3 separate regions of the Mus musculus genome follow, and all the other regions are linked to region 1. Evidence: chromatin contacts called from public HiChIP or PLAC-seq data. All regions are on one chromosome and are shown on one strand. The core of a region is the stretch at or near the end of the contact, and the rest is flanking DNA. Distances in the headings are between cores, read along the strand shown.

Evidence for each region. HiChIP or PLAC-seq counts read pairs in DNA pulled down with a chosen protein or histone mark.
Region 2: a contact with region 1 is called in a RAD21 HiChIP or PLAC-seq map of pro-B cells, with 5 times the contacts expected there. The contact joins two enhancer-like sites. A contact is called at or near these places in 2 of 39 promoter capture datasets (the C10 cell line and pre-B cells), 2 of 15 datasets of contacts at CTCF or cohesin (large pre-B cells and pro-B cells), 1 of 484 Hi-C or Micro-C datasets (pro-B cells) and 3 of 115 datasets of contacts at active chromatin or transcription factors (the 230-238 cell line, large pre-B cells and pro-B cells).
Region 3: a contact with region 1 is called in a RAD21 HiChIP or PLAC-seq map of pro-B cells, with 4 times the contacts expected there. The contact joins two enhancer-like sites. A contact is called at or near these places in 2 of 39 promoter capture datasets (the C10 cell line and pre-B cells), 2 of 15 datasets of contacts at CTCF or cohesin (large pre-B cells and pro-B cells), 2 of 484 Hi-C or Micro-C datasets (both in embryonic stem cells), 2 of 115 datasets of contacts at active chromatin or transcription factors (embryonic stem cells and large pre-B cells) and 1 of 9 other capture datasets (embryonic stem cells).

What each region holds. Positions count from the first base shown.
Region 1 is chr1:33,279,967-33,284,692 of GRCm38.p6, reverse strand. No RefSeq gene overlaps it. Among named protein-coding and RNA genes, the nearest start is that of Gm25792, 11 kb to the left of the region's middle. Within about 2 kb of position 2,157, at least 14 of the 459 cell types and tissues checked have an H3K27ac peak or open chromatin away from gene starts, as enhancers often do. A contact at or near this core is called in the 230-238 cell line, pre-B cells and pro-B cells, where this site is marked.
Region 2 is chr1:33,594,063-33,598,788 of GRCm38.p6, reverse strand. The region is part of intron 7 of Prim2 (DNA primase, p58 subunit); the gene reads left to right. Among named protein-coding and RNA genes, the nearest start is that of Prim2, 73 kb to the left of the region's middle. Within about 2 kb of position 2,653, at least 30 of the 459 cell types and tissues checked have an H3K27ac peak or open chromatin away from gene starts, as enhancers often do. A contact at or near this core is called in the 230-238 cell line, pre-B cells and pro-B cells, where this site is marked.
Region 3 is chr1:33,548,747-33,553,472 of GRCm38.p6, reverse strand. The region is part of intron 7 of Prim2 (DNA primase, p58 subunit); the gene reads left to right. Among named protein-coding and RNA genes, the nearest start is that of Prim2, 120 kb to the left of the region's middle. Within about 2 kb of position 1,897, at least 10 of the 459 cell types and tissues checked have an H3K27ac peak or open chromatin away from gene starts, as enhancers often do. A contact at or near this core is called in pro-B cells, where this site is marked.

The sequences.
Region 1 (4,726 bases), core at 908-3,407:
AAATACTTCTCCTGGGGTGGGCTTTCAGGTGTTCTCTCTCCACCTCCTTTGTGTAATGGAGAGGAATGGAATGTCTTTGCTTCTGGTTCTTGTGGCTGGACCAAGTCTCCCCACCAAGTCTCTGTCTGGAACCATAGTCAAAACAAAGGTTTTCTTCTTCTTCTTCACGTTGCTTTTGATCGTGGCACTTTATCCCAGCAATGGAGAAATAACTGATAAATGGGTTTGGTTTTCAAACCAAGTGAGGGCTGACTGCAGAGTTTCTTTAAATGGTACTGGAAAACTGAGCAATTTTAGGTTGATAAATTTTTTTTAATAGTATGCTGTCATAGGCTTTTAGAAGCAACCTGGCATGGTCTGCATTCTGCCTGGTAAATTTCACAGCTGGATCTATGAGGTCTTTAGTTGTCCTTTCCACATGGCAGTCTGTCAGTGTAGCCAACCTCTCTACCGTGCAGACTAATAACGCTCTTTCCTCTTTCAGACCCTCACCAACACTCTCCACAGGCCACTGAACTATTCATTGTCCAGGCCTGGAGCCAATGGCTTCCAGTTTTGATTTGTTTTCCCTGGGATAGAATCCCATATCTGGAGGTTGACTTCTCATACATGTCACATATTTAATGCATAATCACCACCATCGCTCCTGTCTTCTCCCACTGCTTGGCACATTCTCTGTAATGTATACACAAGAGTTTCAATCGCCTTTCCTTACTCTTGCTTCTGAGCCTTCTGCTAGTGGTACATGTACTAAATATGCTGAGAGAGGTAGACTTCACACGCTAAAAATTCCTAAGTCAAATAAACTCATTTAGACCTAAACTAATCCCCGAGATTCCTCTCTCTTCAATCTCCTTTAATGCTGCAACATGACATGAAAATAATTGAAAGTAAAACAAAGGGAAATTTAAGGAAAAGGTCAGAGGCAAATACTATTTTACTTCTTGGTCTAGTTTAGGTAGAATTTGCTAAATGAATGTATCACAATGCATATTCTTAGCATGGATTATGGGCTTTTGGAAGGGATAAGAAGACCCCCCCCCCTTTACCATTTGACAACTAATAGATGGGATAGGGGTGGGGATGAGATTAGCACATGAATGTGAGCTATGTTCCAAATAAATTAGGGTTGCAAATACTGTTTTATTTCAGTAAGTTTTGGTTAGCTTTCTGAAGCCATTACAACTAAAGTAGTGATTCTTAAGGGGGTGGTAATGTGGGGATTAGGGAGGAACAAGAGGGGGAGGAAAAGAAGGGACACATATATTAAAGGGGGAGGTGGAAAGAGAGCTTAGTGGTTAAGGGCACCAACTACTCTTCTGGAGGACCTGGGTTCAATTTCCAACACCCACATATTGGGTCACAACTGTCTCTAAGTACAGTTCCAGGAGATCCAACACCCTCTTTTGACTTTCGGGGCACTGCATGCACTTGGTCACAGATATATATGCAGGCAAAATACCCATACATATAAAAACAAACAAGCCTTTAACAAATCATCAGGAAAATGTTTTGACTGTCTACAGCATTAGAGATCGAACCCAGGGATTTGATTATAATAGGCAACCAGTTTACCTCTGAGTTACATCCCTAGCCACTGGCTGTCTGAGACCACGCCTTGTTACATAGCCTGGGCTAGCTTCATCATAATCACTATGTAGCCCAGGCTGGTTTTTGATTGACAGTTTTGGCTTCCACCTCTCCATTGCTTATATTACTGCCTTTTTTCTTTCGGAATACCTGTTCTTAAACTTCCCAGGGAAGCCATGGTTTTTGGTGTGGTCCTTGATGGCCTGGAAGTAATTTGACTTTTTGTTCTATTTGACCAAACAATTACAGTTGCTTTAAATTCTTCTGCAGTTTATGGCTGCCTGGTGGATTTTTAATCACAAGAACTTTATCACAGAGCTTTGAGCAAGTTGCTTCTACCTCCTCGGTACCATTTTTAAAGAATCTCTACAGAGCCTTGAGAGTAATTTCTGAGTCCTTAAATGGCTTTCCAATGGAAGAAACACCATACATTGTCTGTGTGCCTGAATGCAGCACAATTTGAAATAAAACTATAAATTTTACTATAAGCTACACTCCAAGTACGCTGTGGCCAGCTAGCTATTTTGCATTTAATGAGGGCTTACCCCAGTGTGAAAGACAGCTAAGGAGGCATCTAATTCAGCTGGAAATCGTTATCTTCTTCTCCTAATCAAAGCTAGGGAAGAAATGAGCTGCAGTTTTGTAGGTCACTGTTTGCAAAGATCCTGTGAGCTTCCGAGTCTCCCGATCTTGTGGAGCAAGAGTAATGAGGATGATTTTCTTCCTCTTCTCTCTCTCTCTCTCTCTCTCTCTCTCTCTCTCTCTCTCTCTCTCTCTCTCTCTCTCTCTTTCTCTTTCTTTTTTTTGAGGGGGAGCAGGGGTAGGGAAATGACCCCATGGGGAGCTGCACTTTTATAGCCTTTAGTAAGCATTCATTATTCCTCAACACTACATAGCTGAAAAGTGGTCATCTGGCTGTGACTGTTGAGAGGAGAAAAGAGCAGAGACTGCTATGTTTTGATGCCATTTGATGAGGTATTTCAACTCGCGTATCCAGTTCTTCAGTGAAGCATGCATGAGCACTTCCTCTGGGCTGGTGACAGTTATACATCACACAAGACTCACAGGAAGTTTGTCTTATATCCAGCTTAAGAGTGTCACAAGGGAAGCAGATGGGTGATCACAGGAACTGTTCATTATAAACTCAAAGATGGGATTTTATTAAAAAGCTTCCAAGAGCCTACAACGTGTCAAGGGAGAAAAGCCCAGCTTTGACCATGAGTCACATCCAGGCAGTACAAAAGGTATATTAGCAGGGAAGTACTCACAGAACCACGAGCTTTTTCTCACCCTTGCCTTCTTCAGTTCCCCAGCATCAGGAGGTGGTGGTGGGGACTTAGGGAGTGGCCAGGTGGTGAGAGAGCAATGTGACTTATCCCTGTTCCCCATAGCTGCTCACCCAAAGCAGAACACATGTGTGTGTGCACAGGAGAAACATTTCAATTTTAAATTACATGTATGCAATGTCTCTGTGTGAGTATTTGTGTGCCTCTGTGTGTGTGTGTGTGAGAACGCGTATGCGCATATGTATGCATGAGCATGCATTTAGCTTCTGCCTTCAGAGACCAGAAGGGGTATCCAGATCCCCTGGAATTGGAGTTATATGCAGTTGTAAGCTGCCCAACATGGGTGCTGGAAAACAAATTTAGGTCCTTTGCAAGAGCAGGAATTGCTCTTAATCATCCAGCCATTCTCCAGGCCCTAACATCTAAAAATTTTAGTGAAGATGTGTTAATTTTTATTATTGTTACTTGGGAAATTTTATATACGTTTATGAAAATAAAGAGAAAGGTCACAAGGACTTCCCAAGGTTTATTTTAGAGAGAAATAACCTATTAGAACAGTAGTGGAAAAACAATATTGCAGCCAAAGTGTCTTTTTTGTTCAACGCAATGATTTGGAACTAAAGGTGGATGTTGCAGGGCTTATTATAAAGGAAATATTTGTAACCCCAGCCAAAAATGTTTTTTTTTTTTTATTTTTAGTAGAAGGTCATTCCTTGACTTAATTACAAAAGGAATCACAGCTGCAAAATTGAAGCTAATCAAATGGGCTGCCAGTGTTTTTCTTTTTTCCATTTTTTTCTTTGCAAGATATTTTGGGGTGTGACTATTTTTTTTTCTTTTCTAGTTCCACCTTCAAATATAACATATCAGTTTAGATACTACAGCGTTCCCCTGTTTTTCAAAATGTCACTTCAGAAAGGGGGGGCAGGGAGGATCTGCAGATAAGGAGGGTAGAATATTTTCTTCTGTGGACCTCACATTAACTTCTAGAGGCTGTGTCTCATTAAATCTCAACTAAAATATGAGAAGAGTGCCTGGGAGGATGACTCAAAGGTTAAGAGCACTTGTTGCTCTTTAGAGGATCTGATTTCAGTTCCTAGCATATCAGGAGGCTCATAGCCACCTGTAACTCCAGCTCCAGGAGATATGACATCCTCTACTGGCCTCTCTGTGCACCTGGTCTCTCCTTGCAGCACCGTCCCCCCCCCCCCCAAACTATCAGAACAGGAGCAGTGATAAACTTCTCATGTCCATCTACTCAGAGTCCATGTCAGGGAAGCAGCCATACATAAACAGTGGAAACTGGTAACAGGTGCATCTTGAAGCCATTCTGAGAAGTCTTATACTGTGTGTGGTGGTTTGAATATGCTTGGCCCACAGGAAGTGGTACTGTTAGGAGATGTAGCTTTTGTTAGAGAGAGTGTGTCAATGTGGGGATGGGCTTTGAAGTTCTGACCAGTGCTGAAGAGTCAGTATGCTCCTGAATTCCTTTGGAGAAAGAAATAGAACTCTCAGCTCGGGTGCTGCATGCTCCCACCTTGATGATAATGGACTGAACCTCCAGCCCCAGTTAAATGTTGTCCTTTACAAGAGTTGCCTCACTTATGGTGTCTGTTCACAGCATTAAACCCCTAATTAAGACATTATGTAAAGCTCTTCTTCACTGATACCATTTCCATTCACTGACTATTGCACAAGAATTTTCTGGCTGAACTTAGATAACTGCTTACACCCAAAAGCCAGGAAGTAGAAACAGAGACACAAAGTTATCTTTATTCCTTTAAAAAATGTTCTGAACTTGCTGGGATGGTCTTAGGGCTTTACCTTTAATTACATACAGCTTTCTTCCA
Region 2 (4,726 bases), core at 1,404-3,903, 310 kb before region 1:
CTGAGCAAGCTACAGGGAGCAAGCAAGCCTGTAAGGTAAGCAGCACTCCTCCATGGCTTCTGTTTAAGTTCCTGCTTCCAGGTTTCTGAGCTGACTTCCTTGGATCATGAACCACACATCTGATTATAAGATGAAGGAAGCCCTTTTCTCCCCAGGTGGCTTCTGGTCATAGTTTCATCATAGAATAGAGACACGACCTATCGTAGACGTTGGTACCAGGCAGAGGGGGAATTGCTATATAGCTCTGAGAAGACTTTAGAACTTTGGTTGGAGAAGCCATTGAGTTTTCAGAGCTTAATCTGTGGGAACTTGGAAGTTGAGAATGTTGAGAGTAATGTTACAATGGAGGCCTGGCCTGTGAAGCCTCACAGGGAAGCTGAGAGTCTGTTGTAAATATCTATTAGATCCTTTGATTTATGACATCATTTAACTGTTTATTTTCTGTCTAGATGACCTTTGTATGGCAAGAGCATTGCCATATATTGAAGTAAAAAAACGGATATTGAAGCGCCCACTCTCACTTTGTGAGCCTGGGTGATTTTGTGATTGTTGCAGATGTACAGACTTCCAATCTTCTCTTGGTGGGTTTTTCCTTGAGCATGGAGTGTCCTTCCCTATCTTTTCTGATCAGTTTTGGTAATTTGGTTTGAAGCCTATTTTGTCAGATAGTAACATGGCTGCACCTGCTTGCTTCTTGAGTCCGTTTGTTTGGAATACCCTTTTTTATCCTGTATCCTGAGGAAATGCCTGTTCTTCATGTCGAGCTGTGTTTCTTGGATGCAGCAGAATGATGGATCATACCTTTTTAATCCAGGCTGTTGGTCTGTGTTTTTTAAATTGGGAAATTGAGACAACTAATATTGAGAGTTATCAATGAACAGTGTTTACTGGTTATCATTACTGTGTTGTATGGTGTGGGTTTTTCATTCCCTTCTTTTGATTTACTATTCTGGGGTTATTTATTCCTTGTGTCCTCTTGGTGTGCAATTAATCTCTTCACTAAAGTTTTCCTTCTAGAACTTTCTGCAGAGGTGGACTAGTAGATAAAAATAGCTTAAATTTGGTTTTATCATGGAAGTTGTTCCCCCTCCTCTCTGGATTTTGATTGATAGTTTTGCTGGGTATTGGTTGGATCTGTCATTTGTGGTCTCTCAGAGTATTTGGTATGCCCAGTCCCTTCTGGCCTTCCAGATCTTGAGAAGTCAGGCGCTATTCTAATGGCCTTCCTTCCTTTCTATGTGACTTCATCTTCTTCCCTTGGAGCTTAGAGATGCTTTGTTTATACTTTTCATTTAGTTTTTTGATTATTATGTGTCTTGAGGAATTTTTTTTTTTTTTTTTTTTTTTGGGCCTGGTCTATTTGGAGTTCTATATGCTGTTTTTACCTTGACAGACAGCTCCTTCTTTAGGTCGGGGAATTTTTTTCTTCTGATTTTCTTAAAAATATTTTCTGTGGGCATTTGAGAAATGGCTCAGCATTTAAAAGCACTGTCTGTTGAGGTCCTGAGTTCAATCCCTAGCAACCACTTGGTGGCTCACAGCCATCTGTAATGAGATCTGGTGCCCTCTTCTGGCATGCAGGAACACATGCAGATAGAGCACTCATACATAAATAAATCTTAAATTATTTATTAATATATACACACATACATATGTATATATATATTTTCTTTTTTTTTTCCCTTCTGTTCCTTTGACCTGGATCTCTCCTTCTGTCCCTATTATTCATGGACTTGGTATTCTCATGGTCTCATGGATTTCCTACATGTTTTGTGCCTGGATTTTTTTATTTTTTAAAAGATTTAACATTTTATGACTGAGGCATCCATTTTTTTGTACACCATCTTCAGTTTCTGAGATTCTCTTTTTCATGTTTTATAATCTGTTTGTGAAGCTTGCCTCTGAGGTTTTTGTTTGACATCCTAAATTTTTGATTTTCAATCTTATTTCCATTTGGGCTTTCCTTAGTGATACTATTTCTTTATAAGTTCTAATTTTTATGTCTTGAAATGTCTTCATTATTTTATTAAACTCTTAGTGTTTTCATGAGCTTCCTTGAGCATATTCATAATTGCTATTTTGAAGTCTTTGTCTTGTGCTTCTGCTACATTCCATTCTCAGGGCCTACTCCAGCACAGTTGATGGCTTTCGGAAGAGGCACACCGTTCTGGCAGTTCATGTTTGTGGTTTTGTGCTGGGAACCAGGCATCTGGAGTTAGGATGTATAAGGTGTTTTTGGTGTAGATGTCTGGCCTTGTCTCTGTTGGGTGGATGTTTCATTCTTTGGTTGCTGTTGCTCACCTTGGATCCTAGGCAAGTTGGTGGCTGTGGTGTCCCAGTTGAAGGGTGCTTCTGTGGGAGTGGATATGGCCTAGAAGAGAAGACTGTGTCCCAGCCCCTGGGGAGCCCTGGCTACAATGTTCCTATTGATTGTTGGCTGACACAAGGAATGGCGATGGTTTGAGGCTAGCCCAGTGTAGGGCTTCTGGGTAGAAAGTATTTCTAGGGGATCAGGGGCTGACAGAAAGGAATGGAGGAAGAAAGAAGGCTAAGAAGGTTGGTGGGGAAGAGCTAGGCTGAGCCCCCTGGGAACGGAGGTTCTTTGAGAGGAAGGGCTCCTGCAAGTAGGCTGTTAAAGGTCTTAGAGTGAGTCTACTTTGCATGTTTAAAAATAGTATGTCCTAGCTGGTACTTTTTTACACTCACTCATAGGCACCTGTGGGCTTATAGATGACACTTTAAAGGAGAATCTTAAAAAGCAAACATACATATAGAACAAGTTCAAACATTCATATTCCACCCCTTGCCCTGTGTGTGTGTCTTTCTGTCTGTCTCTTTCTCTCTCTTTCCCTGTGTTTGTGTCTGTTTCCATCTCTATTTGTCTCTTTCTCCCCCAACTCCCCATCCCCTTCAGTCTCATTTAAGTGAGGAAACCCAGAGCTTACTTAGCCCGAGGTAAGCAAGTGCCCTCCCTGAGCTAGTCCCTAGCCTTTTGTTTACACTTTGCAAGCATCCATGCAGAAGCCTGCAAGTTCAAGTCACTGTTCTTAGGGCCTCCCAATCTGCCTGTGGTGAGAGCACACTCAGAGAAGCATCTCCTTCTCTCTGGGGCTGCATGAGGAAACCATTTCCCACCTGGTGTAAGAACTGCTTCTAAACACTAAGTAGTAACACATGGCTGCTTCAGTGTTCAGTGTTCAGACTGCAGCATGACCTTAAAGAAAGTTTAATTCACTTGTGGGATGATCTAGGCCATCCTTAGAGATGCACTCGATGATCTGTCTTAGAAGTGATGCTTGCGTGGTGGACCAGTTGCTGTGATGGAGACTTCCTGTCTTATCCCTCCTCTTTCTTCCGAGCCAGCATTCTTTCTGCTAAGACTTTCTAACCCATCTTTTTTCTCTTCCTCTGTCCTAGGACCCAGGGCCTTGAGCGTGCTCAGCAACTTTGTAACCACTGAGTTATACCCCACCCCTTCTTTTTTATATTTTATTCAATTTGTTTCAGACTCTATAGGAGGTTACTTTGTTCTTGTTCTATAATACAAAAATCAGTTTAAATTTTATTTAATGCTTGGCTGAGTTCACTGTATGTTATCCCAGGAGAGGCTTGGTGTTGGCTCCCGCCTTTTCTACTTAATATTGTGTGTGGATTAGTCACACTTCTCAAGGCCATGGCTTTCTGAGCTGGAAGAATAAGCCTGGATTCATAGTATTGTGGGCTTGATCCATGCCCATAGAAGTTAGTGAAGTTTACCATGGCATATATTGTTACCAGTGCAGCTTTCTTATATAATGTTACTGAAGGTACTCAAACCAAGGGCAACTCTTCTGTATTTTGAAAGCTCTTTACTTGGATGAAGTCTCAAGAAAACTCATGAGACTTTCTTCCCCAGTCTAGTTCTTTCTGTGGCAGTGACCAACGGTGCAGGTAATGAGCTATGCAGTCAAGGAGGCTGCTTTCCTGAGCCCATCTAGTGCAGTCAGTTATAATTGTTGAGTAAAAGTAATCAAAGCAGGTGTTTCTTTTAAGTTTTCCCTTCCATTGTACCTTTCTAACTGTTCTCTTTGACCAGCCTTGCTTTCTGAAAACATGGTGTGGTTTTCATTGGAACAGATTTCAGGGTCCTCCATTCTGTGTAAAAAGTCACCTGTGGGCCTTAGGGGAGGTTAAGCACACTGGCATATGAGAATCATCATATTTGACATTTCCCATATTTTGCTGGTTACTCTTACTGTGGCCAGGTAGCGGAGGGCACAGAAACTCTTGATGGCAAATAGATTTCTGTCAGAGGCAGCAGAGGAAGACAGGAGGAGCTGGAAGTTCCTGCCTCCTCCTTTGCTGTCCTTTGCCTGGGACACTAGTCTTTTGCTTGGATTACCCCATTCCTTCTAACCCCCCTTTTAAACCTTATTTATGTAGACTAGCCATGCTGGAAACAGCCTGATGGGGCTCTGGGCTTGATCCTCAGCACCAAAATAGAGACAGAGAACAAAACAGCTTGATAAACCACAAGGAACTTTGAAAACCAAAGAAGAAAGCAACTAAGGAAGGCACTGTGAGAAGCGCCCCTCCATTGTGGTTCTGCTCCTGAGACTCTGAAGAAGCGAGTCACTCATGTCTTCCCAACAGCTGAGGGAGGGAACAGCTGGCTTGGCTGAACTTTGCCTCCCATCTTTGATTTGAAGACTCTTTCTCCTATTGTGGAATGAAAGCTGTCTTCTAT
Region 3 (4,726 bases), core at 648-3,147, 270 kb before region 1:
AAAATTTGTTAGCTGATATTTGAAGTCTAAGTGCGCACGGCGTGTGTGGTTAGTGAACAGTACAGGCCGACCTGCAGCTGAGGAAAGAGGGAGGAAAGAGGGAAGGAGCAGGGCTCCGTGAAGGAACTGACTCGCCAGGACACACAAAATATGACTTTGTAAGTTGGGTTTATTTTGCACATACATAAGAAGTTGAAAGAGAGACATACAGAGGGGTCCTGTGTATCCTTTGTCCAGTTTCTTCCCACGGGAAATCCTATGTAACAATCAGTATACACCTGAGAGATAGACATTGGGAGAATTCATGGGGCTATTCAGAATGTTAGTGTTAAGTGTGTGTGTGTGTGTGTATAAGTTTCCTCGCATTGGTGGATTTGTTTAACCATGACTTCTTTTATGTCATCACCTCTTATTCCCCTCTCAAGCCCTGCCATCTGCTAACCTGTTCTATACTGCTATGGCTTTATTTAAAAATAAAATATGGAATAATACAGTATGGAACTTTAAAATATAATTTTAAAATAATAAGAGGGACATGGGGAATTGTAAATGTGTTTCAGAGAGCCCCTTGCATGAGTTTGCCCAGTGGTCGCATCTCATATATCTGTAATTTCAAAGCCAGAAGGTTGACACTGCACAGTATGCATGTATGCAGTTTTGTGCTGTGTTCTCCTGTGGATCCATGTCACCAAACCATATTGAAAATGCAGTACTAAACTCAACTCTCTACAGTCATACCTATTCTGTCTCAATTCTATCCCTAAGCACTACCCAGAAGTAATCTATTTCCCATATAAGACTACCATGTAAAAAGTGTTACATGCGTGGACTTATACAAAATAGGCTCTTGTTTAGCATAAAATTCTCGAGGAATGTATATATTTTACATCACTGAATAATATTTGTTTGTTTCTTCATCTGTTGAATAACATTTATTTGTCTTCATCTTTTGATAATATGAATAAGTGTGCCACCAGCTTTTGTGCCATACTTTGTATGAATAAATATGCTGTTTAAAAATTCTCAAGAACAGAGCCCCAGTGCTGGGCTTTATGGTGGTTGCATATTTGCTTTTCTTAAAAAAAAATTAGATATTTTCTTTATTTACATTTCGAATGTTATCCCATTTCCTAGTTTCCCCTCCGAAAATCCCCTATCCTCCCCACCCCCTTCTGCTCTCCAACCCACCCACTCCCATTCCTGGTACTGGCATTCCATTATACTGGAGCATAGAGCCTTCACAGGACCAAGGGCCTCTCCTCCCGTTGAAGACCGACTAGGTCATCCTCTGCTACATATATAGCTAGAGCCACAAGTTCCACCATGTGTTTTCTTTGATTGGTGGTATAGTTCCAAGGAGCTCTGGGGGTACTGGTTAGTTCATATTGATGTTCCTCCTATGGGGCTTCAGACCCCTTCAGCTCCCTGGGTATTTCTCTAGCTCTGTCATTGGGGACCTTGTGCAGTCAAGCTTCCTCTGAAACCCTGAGATCCTGGTGTGACCAAGCTCCTGTTATCCTGGGATCCTGGAATCCTAAGATCCTGGGTATGTTACAGAGCCTGGAAGTGGTGTCTCCTCTGGCATCTGTGAGGCTGCCTGCTCTGTTCAAAACCAAGGTATACCAGCATCGACCAGAAGGGAACCCGAGCCACTGGTCAGGCAGGGCTCCTGTGTGTCCTTGCTCCTGCTGTCACAGGTCCCTCACAATTGTTTTGGAATGGATATTGCGTTCCACTCACCAGTGATTCTAAGATCCTGGGCGTGCTAGTGCACCTTCAGTGTGGTAGAGTCCTCTGGGAACCTTGGCATTGTCTGTCAAGTTCACGCCCAAGGTGGCCCAGAGCTGGCACCAAGCTCCTGGTCGGGTGAGTTTCCTGTGTCCTTGCCCCTGCTGGCACAGACCTGTCACGATTGGTTTGGAACAGATGTTGTGTTCCACTCACCAGTGATCTGAAGATCCTGGGTGTGCTAGGGTGCCTGCGGCGTGGAGAGTCAGTCCTCTGGGGACCATGGGACCTTCCACCGAGTTTGCACCCAAGGTGGCCCCGCATATTTGCTTTTTAAAGGTACTACCAAATAGTATCTGTACCATTCTGTATTTCTGCCAGTATTTTGTGCTTTCTGAGGCCTCCTTAATATTTGGCATTGTTATTTTTTAATTTTTTCTTTTCTGATAGGTCTCTAGTATTCTTGTTGTGTTCCACTTTGCTTGTCCTTAACAGCTAATGATGTCAAACTCCATTTTCCATTAGTGTCTTTTAGTTTGGTATTAGATGCTTAGGGTTTCCACCCAAGAGACACAATGGACTGGCAAATCATAGACTCATCCTGAGTCACTAATCAAGTTCTAACAATTACCCTAGAAAGTTAACAACAAGGAATGCCTATTAAGGCCGTTTAGTGCTAAATTTTAATTAGAGCATGCACTTAATTTAGGTTTGAGTTACTATCTTAAAGTGTACCTTATATTCATGTAGATATCTGTGTAAATACATAAAGGGATATATAACTGGATATACAAAGTAAATGTGTGTATTCATGTATGTATATATTTCTTTGAGAACTATGTACTTTTTAATCTCAACAAAAATGTAAGACATATATTTATCATGTTTGGAGCTATGTTTGTTTGGAACCGTGAGGGTTAGCTTTAACTGGAATCAGTGAGGAATTGTCTGTATTGGGCTGGCTTGTGGGCAAGTCTGTGGAAGGCTGTCTATCTAGACTAATTGATGTGGGGACACCTAGCCCATTGTGGAGAGCATAGCTTCCCAGGCATTGAGTCTTGAACTGGTTAAGATTGGAGAAATTGAGCTAAGCACAAGCAAGCATGCAAGTGAGCATGCATGTGTTCACATCTCCCTGCTCTTGGCTCTGGTGTGACTAGCTGTCACCTTGACTTTAGCACACTGACTGTAGTGTGGAACTGTAAGCCAGACTAAAACCTTACTTTCCTGCTTTGCTTTTTGTCAAGCTCTTTTATCATAGAAATAGAGATGAAACTAGGACAGAAATAAACTTATTTTTATGGTAATGTAAGCAGCATATTTAGACAGAGTGAGACATAAGCATATTTAACGTGCAAAAATAGTATTTTATTAAAAACCATAAGCAATAAATAACTTTATTTTTTCCATCTTGTGCTGGGGATTGAATCCCATATCTCATACTTCCAGTCAAATGCTTTACCATTAAACTAAACCCTCAGCCAATAATTTGATTATTTTCAAAAGCAGACTGGATTAAATGAGAATTGAAATAAGTAGAGACCCCAGTAAATGTGTGGATAAGATACTGTTTCCCCACGACGCCTTATCACATGATTCAAGTAGAGGTGATAATGCTGCAGTGAGCATTGTATTCTAGCAGGGTCAGTACCATCAGTGGCTCCAACCCAACCTGATGTGCTCTTATGTGCTAAGGAGCACACGGGTGACAGGCACTGCGTGTGCCTTTCCTGGCTCCGGTTTAGTTTTGACATGTTAACGGGATGAGGACATTGAGACTCAGAGGAATAAAGTCATTATTTCAGGGCCACACAGGTAATAATGGTTAGGATTTAAAAAACGTAGAGAGAATGGCTTTGAAACTCAGGACACATAGCTGGTCTGTGCTCCTTTCTTCTTGCTTCTCAGGTCCCTATGAGATTAGCTATGGATAAACTTCAAGAGAGGACAGTGTAGATCCAGAGGAATTCCTGCAGTGGCCATGAGAAGTCGGCCTGGGTAGTGGTTTGAATAGGAATGGACTCCATAGGCTCATCTTATATATATGAAGTCTTGGTCATCAGGGAGTGGCACTGCTTGAGAAGGATTAGGAGGTGTGGCTTTGTTGGAGTAGCTGTGGGCTTGTTAGAGGAAGTATGTCGCTGGAGGTGGGCTTTGGGTTTTCAAAAGCCCTAGCCAGTCCTAGACTGTGTCTCTCTTTTTTCTACCACTTGTGAACTTACATGTAAAACTATGAGCTACTTCTCCAGCACATGCCTTCCTGTGTTCTGCCATTTTCCCTGCCACAAGAAGAATGGGCTAAACCTCTGAACCTGTTAAGTGTTTTTTTTTATAAGAGTTGCTGTGGTCTGGTGTCTGTTCACAGCAGTAGAACATTGACTATGACAGCCTGCTCTGAATAGATGAGCTTGTGTGGGTGTCTGAGCCTGTGGTATAGTATGATCTTGGTGGAGGCAGATTTTTCTAAGCTGTCTTTATTGTAAGCTCTGGTTTTGACCTTTCTCCAGTACCTCTGAGACAACAACTTCTTGCCCTAGTGAAGAAATGGATGTCTGTAGGGTCATGTCAGCCTGCTGGGTAAAGAACCGATGTAAATGGGTATCAGCCACCAGCTATGGAGGGCAGGTGTTTGCAGATGGCACCCTGTAGACTGCCTTATTCCAGTGCTGTTTCTGTGGCTTTACAGGCTCGCTCTGCCATAGGGACAGCATGTGTCAGACAGCAAACTTACTGATGAAGAGTGCCTGGGCCTCATCCTGTGTGTGTATCTTTCTCATTGATTCAAGGCGATGGTGCTAGGATTTGCATTTGGGCCACTTTCATACACATTTCTAGACCCAGTAGGTCATACCTTTAGAGACCATGAACACAAAAAATATAGAAATGTGAAGTATAACCACTGCTATACTGCTATACCATTATATTGCAAACAAATAACCGTCAATACAGTAGTACTTCCTTATCCTGGCTTTTAGTTATATGTAGTCAACCACAGTCC